Linked DNA regions of Triticum aestivum: region 2 is linked to region 1. Evidence: chromatin contacts called from public Hi-C data. All regions are on one chromosome and are shown on one strand. Each heading gives the region's core, a stretch centred on a gene start, on an enhancer-like site or on the middle of the called end of the contact. The rest is flanking DNA. Distances are from core to core; before and after follow the strand shown. Region 1 has its middle 52 kb from the start of LOC123081028. Region 2 holds the start of LOC123075961 (glycine-rich cell wall structural protein-like).

Region 1 (5,525 bases), core at 805-3,304:
TCAATAGTACGTACTCCTTTCGTCCGGAAATACTTGTCACAGAAATGCATAAAAATGGATGTATCTAGGACTAAAATACGTCTAGATACATCCGGTCCTCCGACAAGTATTTCTAAACGGAGGGAGTACTACATTATGATGGAACAATGCATGCATGTACAGTACATACATGAACGATGGACGGAAGGGAGTTCATCGAGTCTCAGAGAGGCGACCAATGTACGACATGCTTAATTAATGGAATTAACCCCAATCACAGGATGCATCATTGAGCATGGAGATTAAGCCAGTTTCACTTATACTTGGTTCCCTGACTTTTAACGCAAAAATGCTACACACACGGACTATTACAGGCTATTACGGGCTCTATCCAACTAATTAAACTTGTCCCCCTGATTTTCAGCTAAGGTTGGCCCCCCACCTTGATTTACACCACCCAATCAAAAAAGCCCACCTAAGCCTCTCCGTGAACCCTGTAAAATAGATGCCTGTGTGTGTAGTATTGGTCTTTTTAACGTCATGCTACTACTAGCTCTATCCATGCAATGTACGTACTACGCCCGAGCATCGTGTATATTCCATCAGATCGAAAATACGCCTCTATATATGAATATCGCTGGGTCCTTTGTGCTTTGGAGTTTGCGCCATGACATGCCTAGCTAGCTTGAGGTATCGCTAAATGCCTAGCTAGGTGGCACCAGTGGCACGACGAAACAAATTAACCTGTCAATATCAAAATCACATCCCTATCAAGAAGCAATGCATATATATACTCCTTCTAATAGTATCGAATAATTATTTCAAAACCCCAACTAGCTGCAATCTCCGCCCATGCTGCCTCGTGGTGGGCTTGGACCTTTTATACGGCTACTTTTCATGCATTTATTCCAACTTTGTACGCTTTTTCTTTGTGAATACTTTTGCCACGAAATCGAAAGCTTTGCTGAGTTTGGAGGCTCACAGAAGATGTGCAATCACACTCCAATTAGCATGGCGTATATATGTTAGTAGATTCCCATATTTATTTTTCTTCATCAAGTAATACATATGTCAAATTACTCCCAATTCGCTTCAGAATGGAACACATGGGTGCAGCCGTGCAGGCAGCTTAATTTTGATTTGGTCACCTATAACCCACATGCGCGCATGCGAAGAATACGTCTAATTACTTGTCCGAAGAACTTTGTCGGAATTACCAACTCACCATGGTCATCATCGTTCTCGCTAGCTAGCGAGTCATGTAATTAGGGCAAGGCGATTAATCAAATTGTCATTGTTAACACCTACCAACTGATTCTAGAAGAATTACACCTACCCACTGTACACCCTGAGGTCCTAAATCAACAGTTCAATATTTATCTTGGTGACGGATATGACAAATATTGCGATCGGCCTGACACCAACCTGCCCGATTCGATCCATCATCCATAAACCGCGCACACCAGGAAGAAGAAGCTGTGCTGATTAACCAAATTAACTAGCAAAATTAAGACGTGTAACCGTGTCACATTAGTCTATGATCGATTCTTCTCTTGGCAGTTGGCACTACATATGACCCAATCGATAAAAGATATGTTTTGCAAGCTAGGTCATAGAAAATATCATGGCGTACTTGGCCATAACTAATTGGCGGTTGCGCGTGCGTATGTACGTACGCACATGTCTGCAACCATGTACATATGCCGGCGTGAGAGGAAGTACGCAAGTGGTTACAATTTTACATCATCTTGTTGTTTGTATTCCCCTCTAATTCTGACCCAATGGGATGATCAGTCGACAAAGTTATTGCAAGACGTGGAAGTCGAACTTTGTGACTATTAGCTTATCTATCGCTGTCGTACGTCATCACCTGAGCCGCGGCACGGACGTTGAATCACCAGTCGACATGTCTGTATGTGTGGTATATATTCCTCCAGCAGGAACAATAATTCAAGGTTTGTATCAATTGATGGATGGATGAATCATCTGAAAATGACATGGCATATACTATGTGGTGCGGTATAATTAAAGGAGATAGTTCGACACAGATATTTAGCAGCACAATGGAAGTGTTTGTCCATCGAAATATAATTGAGTCCACGGGACCACACTAGGATGGGGAGGGAGGCGGCGGTGACTTCGTGTCGGCTAGGGTTTTGTGGGAAGAAGAGCCTAGTCATCGCAGGTTTGGCAACATAATTAGCTTAGATGTCATTGTTGTTGTCCCATATGTTGAGACACGCACACCAAATGAGACATCGGCCGACATGTATGAGTGTACGTATGTATGGGGTAAGGGTCCAACATCACAGTCAATAATTGAAGTATTGGATCAACCGATGAATGATGAATCGTCCAAAAGTGACATGGCATATGTATGATGTATCGTCCCTTGCCATATGATGGCATATCATCTGGTTTGTTGGTGCTGTAGGTGTTATTGGATATAAGATTTTTTTTTCATGGCATCACGTTCAGGTATAAGATTGTGACATGTTTTGTATTAGGAAGAGAGGCTCTTCTATGAACAGATGGATCGAAGAAGATACTAACAAGTTTAGTGATTGACAATGCATTTTACTTCTTATATATTCATGAAAATCAACAAGACGGCCAGCACAGAAAAAAAAAGTTCAACGAGAAGGCCCAATAGTGTGAAGACCATGTTCTGTCACCTCGTAGCCTAAATACTTGCCTCACTGGTGGATTCTTTCACATTCAAAACAATAAAGGATCCAAATCTAAAAAAAAAGGATCTAACAATGATTCTGAAAAAAAGGACCCAACAAAAAACTTACCTAATATATTGCCTGCAGTGCATAATACTGATAATGAAGAGTACCATTTGTCAATTAATGATGTATATCATTATGTTGACCATTAACATGATATGCTAGTCAGGAGAAGGCTATGAATTTTAAGTGCATATATGAACCAACTAAGGTTGCAGGGTCAAAGAAATACTCCCTCCTTTCACAAATATAAGATGTTTTGAATATTTTAATATAAACTACACATGGATTGAAATGAGTGAACAAACACACTAAAAGGTGTGTATATACATCCTATTAAAAAAAGGTTAAAACATCTTATATTTGTGAACGGAGCGAGTATATATCATGGTGTATGTACGTACATGCCACAACCATGCCACCAGGGCCGTCTCCTGGAATTCGGGGCCCGGGTGCGAAAAGGAAAATGAGGCCCTAACATTAAAAAAACATAATATAACTCAAGCATAATCACTTAATTATATAATTTAACTTTATGTTATTTCGTACAGTGTTTAGAAAATTCTCGAGTATCAATGCAAAATACTAAAACCAATAAACTGACCTCTTGCTCTATTGAAAAGTGTCATCCGTCTTGTGTTCCTTGAAATAAAATCTTCAATTATATCTACATAATTAATCTTCTCCAAAACATCATTTTCAACTGCTATTGTCTCCAAACCATTGAGTCTTTCTTGTGTCATAGTAGAACGCAAGTAGGATTTCAACAACTTGAGTTGAGAAAGCTCCTTTCCGCAGATGCACCAGTTACATGAATGGTTAACAAAACTCCTTTATGCAATAATAGCATTAGGATGTGAAGGGGCGCTTCATCGAAACCTCTAGAATATCAAGAGGGCCCATAGATTTCTGTATATGCAATAATTGAGAAACAGTATAATGGGGCGAGCTACGGCTCTCCACAGCGATTTAACACTCCAAACCGTTCGATCGGTCTTTCAACGCTCCGGATCGTCCTGTCATCCCACCTTACCCTGACGGCCGTTTCTACTACTCCAACTCGTGCGTCCCGGCCGGCCCAAATTTAAGGGGCTGCTGCTCCGGACAGCGACTTGGCGCTCTCTCATTCACCGATGTATCCATCTCGGAAAAAAAGAGCGCGCGTGGGCTGGAAGTGCAGCTCGCCGCCGCACGCCCTACCAAAATCCTACTGTATATATATCCGATTACCACGTCCGCTCCATTCCCTGTCCGCCCATCGTCCATCATCCGCCCACGTACCAGGTACCATCGTCCCACCCAGCTGCAGGCAGCAGCTGGCTTGCCGGTAGCCTCCTTGGCTATTAGGTTGCTCGCTGCAGGGGATGCAGCGGTGAAGGAGAGACAGTGTGCCGCCATCACCGCAGCCGTATAGCTTTCCACCCGGATCCCAATCTTCTCAGCATGCTGACTACGGGAGACAAACACATGTGGTGGAATGGGAAACCCCTTTTCCTTCTGCTTCCTCTCAGTTATTCAAGGGTACGTGCATGTTTTTTCTGAAGTGGTGGTTGCTACACCATGATCCATGAGGATGGTGCAGGTTACAGTATCTCTTTTGTTTTGTGAAGGCAACTTGTTTACTAATTTTCACTGATCAGATAGGTAACTTGTTCGGCCTTGCCACACTTTCTATGACGCAGGGGTGGGGGTGGGGTTAAGATTGAACCCTTTATCTTAATCCTGAATTCCTGATATAGTGTCGCTATTTTGATTCTTTGCAGCGAGTCATGCAAACCCCCTCCCATTTATTAGTAAAGCACCTGCTAATGGCACTAAACTACTGATATTATATTATTGACACAAATGTGTGCATAGTTTGTTCTACATCATCTTCCTGTGGTGACTTCCTATGGTACCTGCTCCCTGTGTAGATCACTATTCTCCTGCAGGTATGCAAGCAATAGAATGTAAGTAGGATGACCTTAAATTCTTTTATCTCAAGGATGGATTGGGCATGTGAGAGTATAACGTTTCGTGTGGCCTCTTAGTTAAACAAAGTGTATTCTAGCAAAAGCAAACAGTCTTTTTCTATGGTTCTGAACTTGAAGCACAATAATTTGAATTGTTCAAATTACTCAGATATTTCTATTATTATTATTTTAGAATGGACGAGCGCGGCAACGCGCGCCTTTATGGTCTAGTAGAATTAGGATAGAAGGGTAACTTGTATAGATAGTTAGAATAGAAAAGATAGAACCTTGATTTTGGACTTGCACGAACAACTATTGAATATCTCAAATCTGTGACAACTTCTGAACTTCAACAAGACAGCAACTAGACAAAAAATTGTTCCAAAACATATTACTAATTAGTAAACTGTTGTACAACTTTGCAAGTTAGTTTGTATCAAAATTAGCCAGAGAAAAAAGGAGGAGTGTAGGACACCACACCGGTTGGCCTTCTGCTCGGCGGCACCGCGGCAGCGTCGGCTGGCGTGGCGGCAGTTCCTCTTCCGGCTGTCCTTGGCTAGCTGCAGAAGCGATCGCGGCCGAGTCACCGATTCAGTCGTCGAAGATGTGAAGTGAATTAGCGAATTGATTAGGCAGGAACGAAACGACGGAAGTCACTGAACCTACGTGCGTTGCGGCTGGTTTCGTCTATCGATCAGATGGCTCCACGCAACGAGAGATAGCGTACAGGTAAACACTTTTGCGTATGGATTGAGGCATTGAGCGCCACAGTAAATGTTTGGCCTAAAACGTTTTTTTCCAGACTAATACATATAGTATATAGACCCTATTTGCCCCCCCCCCCTCCCCTGGATTTTGGGGG
Region 2 (5,861 bases), core at 3,277-5,776, 130 kb before region 1:
GCCAAATACTCACTTGACCTCCAATGCATATGATGAGGTGGTGAGGCAATTCAAAATAAGAACAGGGTTGGAGTACACGAATGATCAATTGAAGAACAAATGGGACAAACTGAGAGGTGAATATGGTGTATTCAAGAAACTTAAGTTGAAGGAGACAGGAGCGGGATGGGACACAGAGCGCAACACTGTGAAACAAGATGCTGAGTGGTGGAAGAAGGCAAAGATAGTGAGTTTTCATCCTCATGTTGTGCATACCATATCTTTCTTCATATTACATCTTGTTGACAAAGGTTATCTTGTTTGTATATTTACAGGACGTTCCAGGTTGTTACAAGTTCAGGAAGCATGGACTTCGCAATGAAGAGAACTTGCGCATCATGTTTGAAGACATCACATGTGACGGTTCCGATCATTGGAATCCGACTTCTGGCATCCCCCTACTTCTACTACACTAATATCAAGTGCCATAAATCTTGAGCAAATAGAAGATGTTGATCTGTTGGAGGATCCCGAAGAGGCACCATCTCCTATTACACCAAAGGTTAATAAGAGGCATGGCAAGATCATTTGTGACACAAACAAGAAACCCGAGACCGCACAAGTGATGCAGGAGCAGATTACAATGATCGGGGACATTTGTAAGGAATCACACTCGTCATTTCAGTCGTTCTTTAAGCACGATGACACCACCTCTGTTGCATCTGTTATGAAGGAAGCAATTGCTTGTGGTGCAATAGAAGGCAGCGATGAGCACTTCATTGCCTCTGAGCTTTTCATCAAGAGAGAGCAAAGGGAGATGTTTCTGAGCATGAGTGTTCACACTCGTTTGGGTTGGCTAAAGAGGAAGTTCAACGTCAAGTACGGGAACTAGTAGTTCCCAGTTTATGCCATATGTGTGATGGTTGCTTATGTCCTATGCTACCGAACCATTTTATTTACTATGTCAGTGGTTGAACAAATTGTTTCCTATATGGCTTGTAATAACTGGTTGGATAATATTTATGTATGAAGTGGAGTTTCGTCTTCATATTTCTTGTTCTCCATGCTAACCATTGTTTGTTAACTCATTGGCTTTGTATGTGCAGATGTCATCTGACAGTGAAAGTGACGATGAAAACTATTATGAAATGAAGAAAAGAATGATTCGTGCCCATGCACAAGAAATGAACATTATGTATCTGAGTGCATCAACCATATTTGGGAAGTATTGTGACAATTGGGTGATGAAGGCCAATCCTAGGACATCTATCTTGAGTGGATTTGGATGGTTGCAAGAGACTATCGGTACACCCGGAGAGACATTCACCATGCTGAGAATGAAGGCGATGGTATTCTTTGAACTTCATGACTTGTTGAAGGATAAGTATGGGCTCGGCCATTCCCCGTTTGTTAGTAGTTATGAGTCTCTTGCTATGTTCCTTTGGACCTTGGGTGGGTGTGAATCAAATAGAAGAACCCAAAACCGTTTCAAACATTCCGCAGATACAATCCACCGCAAATTCCATGAGGTACTACTTTGTGTCGTGAAGATGTCTGCTGACTACATCAAGCCTAAGGACGCAAATTTTAGGACCATACATCCAAGGATTCTGAATGACAGAAGGTCTTATCCACACTTGAAAGACTGCATTGGTGCAATAGATGGGACTCACATTAGGGCTTCTATTCATGAGGCCGGACAAGTGAGGTACATCGGAAGAACTGAGCAATAACTCAGAATGTGATGGCAATATGTGACTTTGATATGCATTTCACTTATGCTTCTATTGGTCAACCTGGTTCTATGCATGACACAACTGTGCTATATACCGCAATGCATATGGACAAGGCTACCTTTCCCCATCCGCCAAAAGGTGAGCTTTTTTACTTGTTGCAAGTTATCTCATATATCCAACAACTTACATTCATTACTCTCTATGTTATTTAGGCAAGTACTACCTTGTAGACGCTGGCTATCCTAATAGAATTGGATATCTTGCACCCTACAAAGAAGAAAGGTATCATGTCCCTGACTTTCAAAGAGGTGCACCACCGAATACTCCTAAGGAGAAGTTGAACAAGATCCATTCATCCAAACGCAATTGCATAGAGAGAACCTTTGGAGTTTGGAAGATGAAATGGCAAATACTTTTGAAGATGCCAAGCTACTCAATTGAAACCCAAAAGATGATAGTTGCTGCTACTATGGCATTGCACAACTATGTTCGCTTCCATGACAAATCAGATCTCCACTTTGTTCGATGTGATAGGGATCCGGATTATGTGCCAACAATTCCTGAACGGTATAGGAAATTTTCTGTTCCGACAAATGCTTCAGATACATCAACTTCGGAGGAAAACGGTGTTGACATGGATCTGTTTAGGAACCAACTTGCTACTGACATTGCTCTAGGTTGGTGAAGTACATGTTAGGAACATGTACCACTTTTGATTTGCAAACTTATGCAAATATTGTGCCCTTTGTTATATGAAATACGTGCAGACTGTCTTGGTCCTTAAGATATGTGTTGCCATATATATATTTTCATTGAAAATACATTTCTGTTTAATAATTTATAATTTATGTACAGAAAGTATTGCAAACTACCCTTTATAGTTCTCTGGTTGTCAAAAACGCACAGAAAAGAAAAGGCAACTCTTTGTCCCGGCGAATCTTGCCATCTCTGTTAGAGAAAGAAAGCAGAGGAAAAGGAGAAAAAACGCTGCCTGCCAGCGAACTAGGCTGAAAAATGCCCTCCAGGCACTCCAAACTAGGCCTTTAGCCATCTTTTCAGCCCCTAGGAACTGGGCCTCACGTGGCTTTCCATCCAGCCTCCATCTTGGGCTCACTTCGGCCTCTCATCAATGTCCAATAAGGCCGAATCCCACTGAAGATGGCTGGCAGCCCATCTATGGCGATCGAAACCTGGAGGTGAGACACCGAACGGATTTCTGAGCGCTAGCGCTTGGGTCGGAAGCTGGCGATGGAAAAGAGAAGCTGGATTTGAGGATTTATTGGAGTTGAGAAGCTACCGAACAGGCCCTTACTAAGCAGGTTAAGCTCCAAAACTGGCTGACACCACAGAGCACTTGCTTCAGGACCTGAATATATATAGAGTTGTGTTGCTGCCAGTGACTTTCTGCACATATGTATGTACAGCGCATCGCACTGGTTAGTTTTGCAGGCATGCTATTACTGCATCACGCAAAGACTTGGGGCAACATGAGTGGACACTCATACAGCTTTGCTTCGTTTAGACTCATACAGCTTTGCTTCGTTTACACCGCGGCCGCTACCTATCATCGGCAACATGCACATGCTGGACCAGCTGATGCACCTTACGTAGGCCGGCAGCCAGGTACAGCGGCATGTTCCATGTACTCCTCGGCCATGTCCACATGATACTTGTCTCAACTCTCAACTCTCAACGCAAGCATACACACCAGAGGAACACAACGTCTTGGACGTCGCCTTCTCGAACCGGTCGGCGAGCATCGCCATCGCCTGCCTCATATAGGACTGCGTTGATATGGGTTTTGCCTACTGCGGGAACTTATGGCACAAGTATGCAAGCTCAGCTCGACAACATCGTCCACTACCCTTTCGTCCAGCGTTCTCCTCTGGTACTCAGAGGGTCCACCAGTCGTACTCGAGCACCGCGAGTTCAGCCGTGTGAAAGGACCCGAGCCAATATCATTGGCCGGTTTCTCTGTCCCGGATGTCGGCCACCCAAGTCCCCCACCACCGTTGCCGGACGCCGTGGCACTCCCTCTGCGGCGGCCGCGGCGCAGGGACGTCGGGGAAGCCGGAGAAGCTGCATCGTCGCGGCGGTGGCGGCGGCGGCTGATTGAGGAGGATCTGACGAAGGAGGATGCGCGGCTCGCGTGGTGGCGCGGATCCGCGCTGCGGATCGGCGGCGGGGACCTCCGGCTACCGCCCGGCCATTGGGAGGAGAGGGGTTGGTGGGGAACAATGGGGGGAGGCGCCGGCGGCACCGAGGGGGAGGAGGAGAGGCAGAGGAGGCGAAGATAACGTGAAGGATTTTTACTCCAACGCCGCACGGTGGAGTAAATGTAGGCGGGATACGGCCTGGTGGATAGTTTTTCCTCCTCTATTGGCTATTGGAGTTTGGTTAGGTGTGCGTTACTCCCCCTAACGCAGCATAGGGGATCGGTTACAGTTACCCTTAGGCTGCGCATATATTAACTGCATGTTACTGCACGTCATGGGAGAAGTCAGAACAAGCACCGAGTCATCTCTGGTGAACAGAACAGACGACAATCTCCTTTGGCTGGTTTCTACAAGTGGTTAATAATCGGGAAAAGCGTGCACAGTGTTCACGTTTTAGGCTGTCAAAACTAACACAGGGTAAAATCGTGTCAGCACCAAATCACCTGCGTTCCATCGCAATAACTTCTCATCAACCTTTTGAATCCATGGACGGATGGACCTACTTCTTCATCTGCGAGTTATTGCGCCATGCATGGCAACAACTACCCGCTTGCCGGCTGCCACCATTTAATTACTGTCACGCGCTCGCACCTGCCCATCTCGTCGTCGTCCTCTCTTTAAACCCCCCTGCCACTGCGTTACTCGCCTCATCCAACTCTCTGAGACCAACCAGCCATGAGCAAGTGGTGGTGCATCGCCTCCCTCCTGCTGTGCCTCGCGGTGGCGGTGGCGGGCAGGGGCATGCCTGCTCGCGACGACTGCGATACTGTTGCTCTTGCTGCCGGTCGCAACGGCCAAGACGGTTCTGGTTTCGGTGAAACCAAGACCGCCTTTGCTGGGAGCAATGGTGGTGACGGCGGGCTCTTCGGCGGTGCCGTCAACGGTGGCCCTCTCGGCGGGGGCATCGCCGGCTTTGGCCCGCACGGCGGCTTTGGTGCCGGTGCCGGGCCGTTCGGTGGTTTCGGCGGTGGCTTCGGTGCTGGTGGTGGAGGTGGAGGAGGGGGAGGCGGCGGCGGCGGCGTGATACCTTGAGGTGGCCGGGACACGAGCGCGTATGTAAACGTGGTAGTAGCTGTACGTGTGTCCCTGATTTCATTTACACGCATCTGTTAGTGTAATAAGAAGTCCTTTGATTAGCTGCGTGAGCATGCATGTATGAGTCATACGTGTCATCATGTCATTAGCCTCATCGTGTTCGTATCTGATTAGTTAATGTATAAATGAAAGCATTGGTGTGTGAGATGGTTTCTTGGTCTGAGCATGGATGCATGAAGTTAGCCGTGTTGCGGTGTTTGTATCATATTGATGCTTATTTATTAAGCTCCACTTTTCGAAAATTTATTAAGCTCCAAAGTCCAAACAATATAGTGTCATTTTCCCTTGAACGTCCTTCATTCTTAAGCACCGCTGACTTGCTAGAAATTACTCATTTGCATCTGCTAGTGATATGTTCTGATCTGAATCTTCCGTCATTCATACGCAGTACGAGTATTATTGGTGAAAAGTCGCAAAACTTTATGATGTGCCACGAGAAAGATCCAACAGCTAAGTGAAATCGTCCGTGGCCTTTTAGGGCATCTCTAACGGCAACCTGCAAATTTTCTCACGCATCCATCCGTGGATAGGGGAAACCAGTCTGCGGACACGGATGCGGAAGGCAGCCATCCATACTAGTCGCATATATTTCAAACTTTTTTTCAGCAAACAAGATAAAATTTATGCAAATACAATCGGTTTTCATGCAAGCTGGACGAAAACGGTAATATTTTGAACATATTTTAACTAAAAAGGTAAAATTATGTGTATGTACGGTCTCTCGGAGCTTCACTCCCATGACAGGTATACATTACACTAGTTTACGGCCGGCTGCAGCGGATCACTGGCCGAGGGAATACTCCAGTTTTTTATACTTAGGCTTTAGGGATAGATA

The links. A called contact is a pair of places that touch in the nucleus more often than the background predicts.
Region 2: a contact with region 1 is called in a Hi-C map of leaf, with 2.4 times the contacts expected there. The contact joins the promoter of LOC123075961 here to the enhancer-like site in region 1. A contact is called at or near these places in 3 of 5 Hi-C or Micro-C datasets (all in leaf).

Annotation. Positions count from the first base shown.
Region 1 is chr3D:614,959,275-614,964,799 of IWGSC CS RefSeq v2.1, reverse strand. No RefSeq gene overlaps it. Among protein-coding and RNA genes, the nearest start is that of LOC123081028, 52 kb to the left of the region's middle. Within about 2 kb of position 2,054, at least 1 of the 8 cell types and tissues checked has an H3K27ac peak or open chromatin away from gene starts, as enhancers often do. A contact at or near this core is called in leaf, where this site is marked.
Region 2 is chr3D:615,090,209-615,096,069 of IWGSC CS RefSeq v2.1, reverse strand. LOC123075961 (glycine-rich cell wall structural protein-like) reads left to right here and starts at 4,526. Exons shown (of 1, transcript XM_044498450.1): 1 at 4,526-5,235. The coding sequence starts at 4,607. The coding sequence ends at 4,963.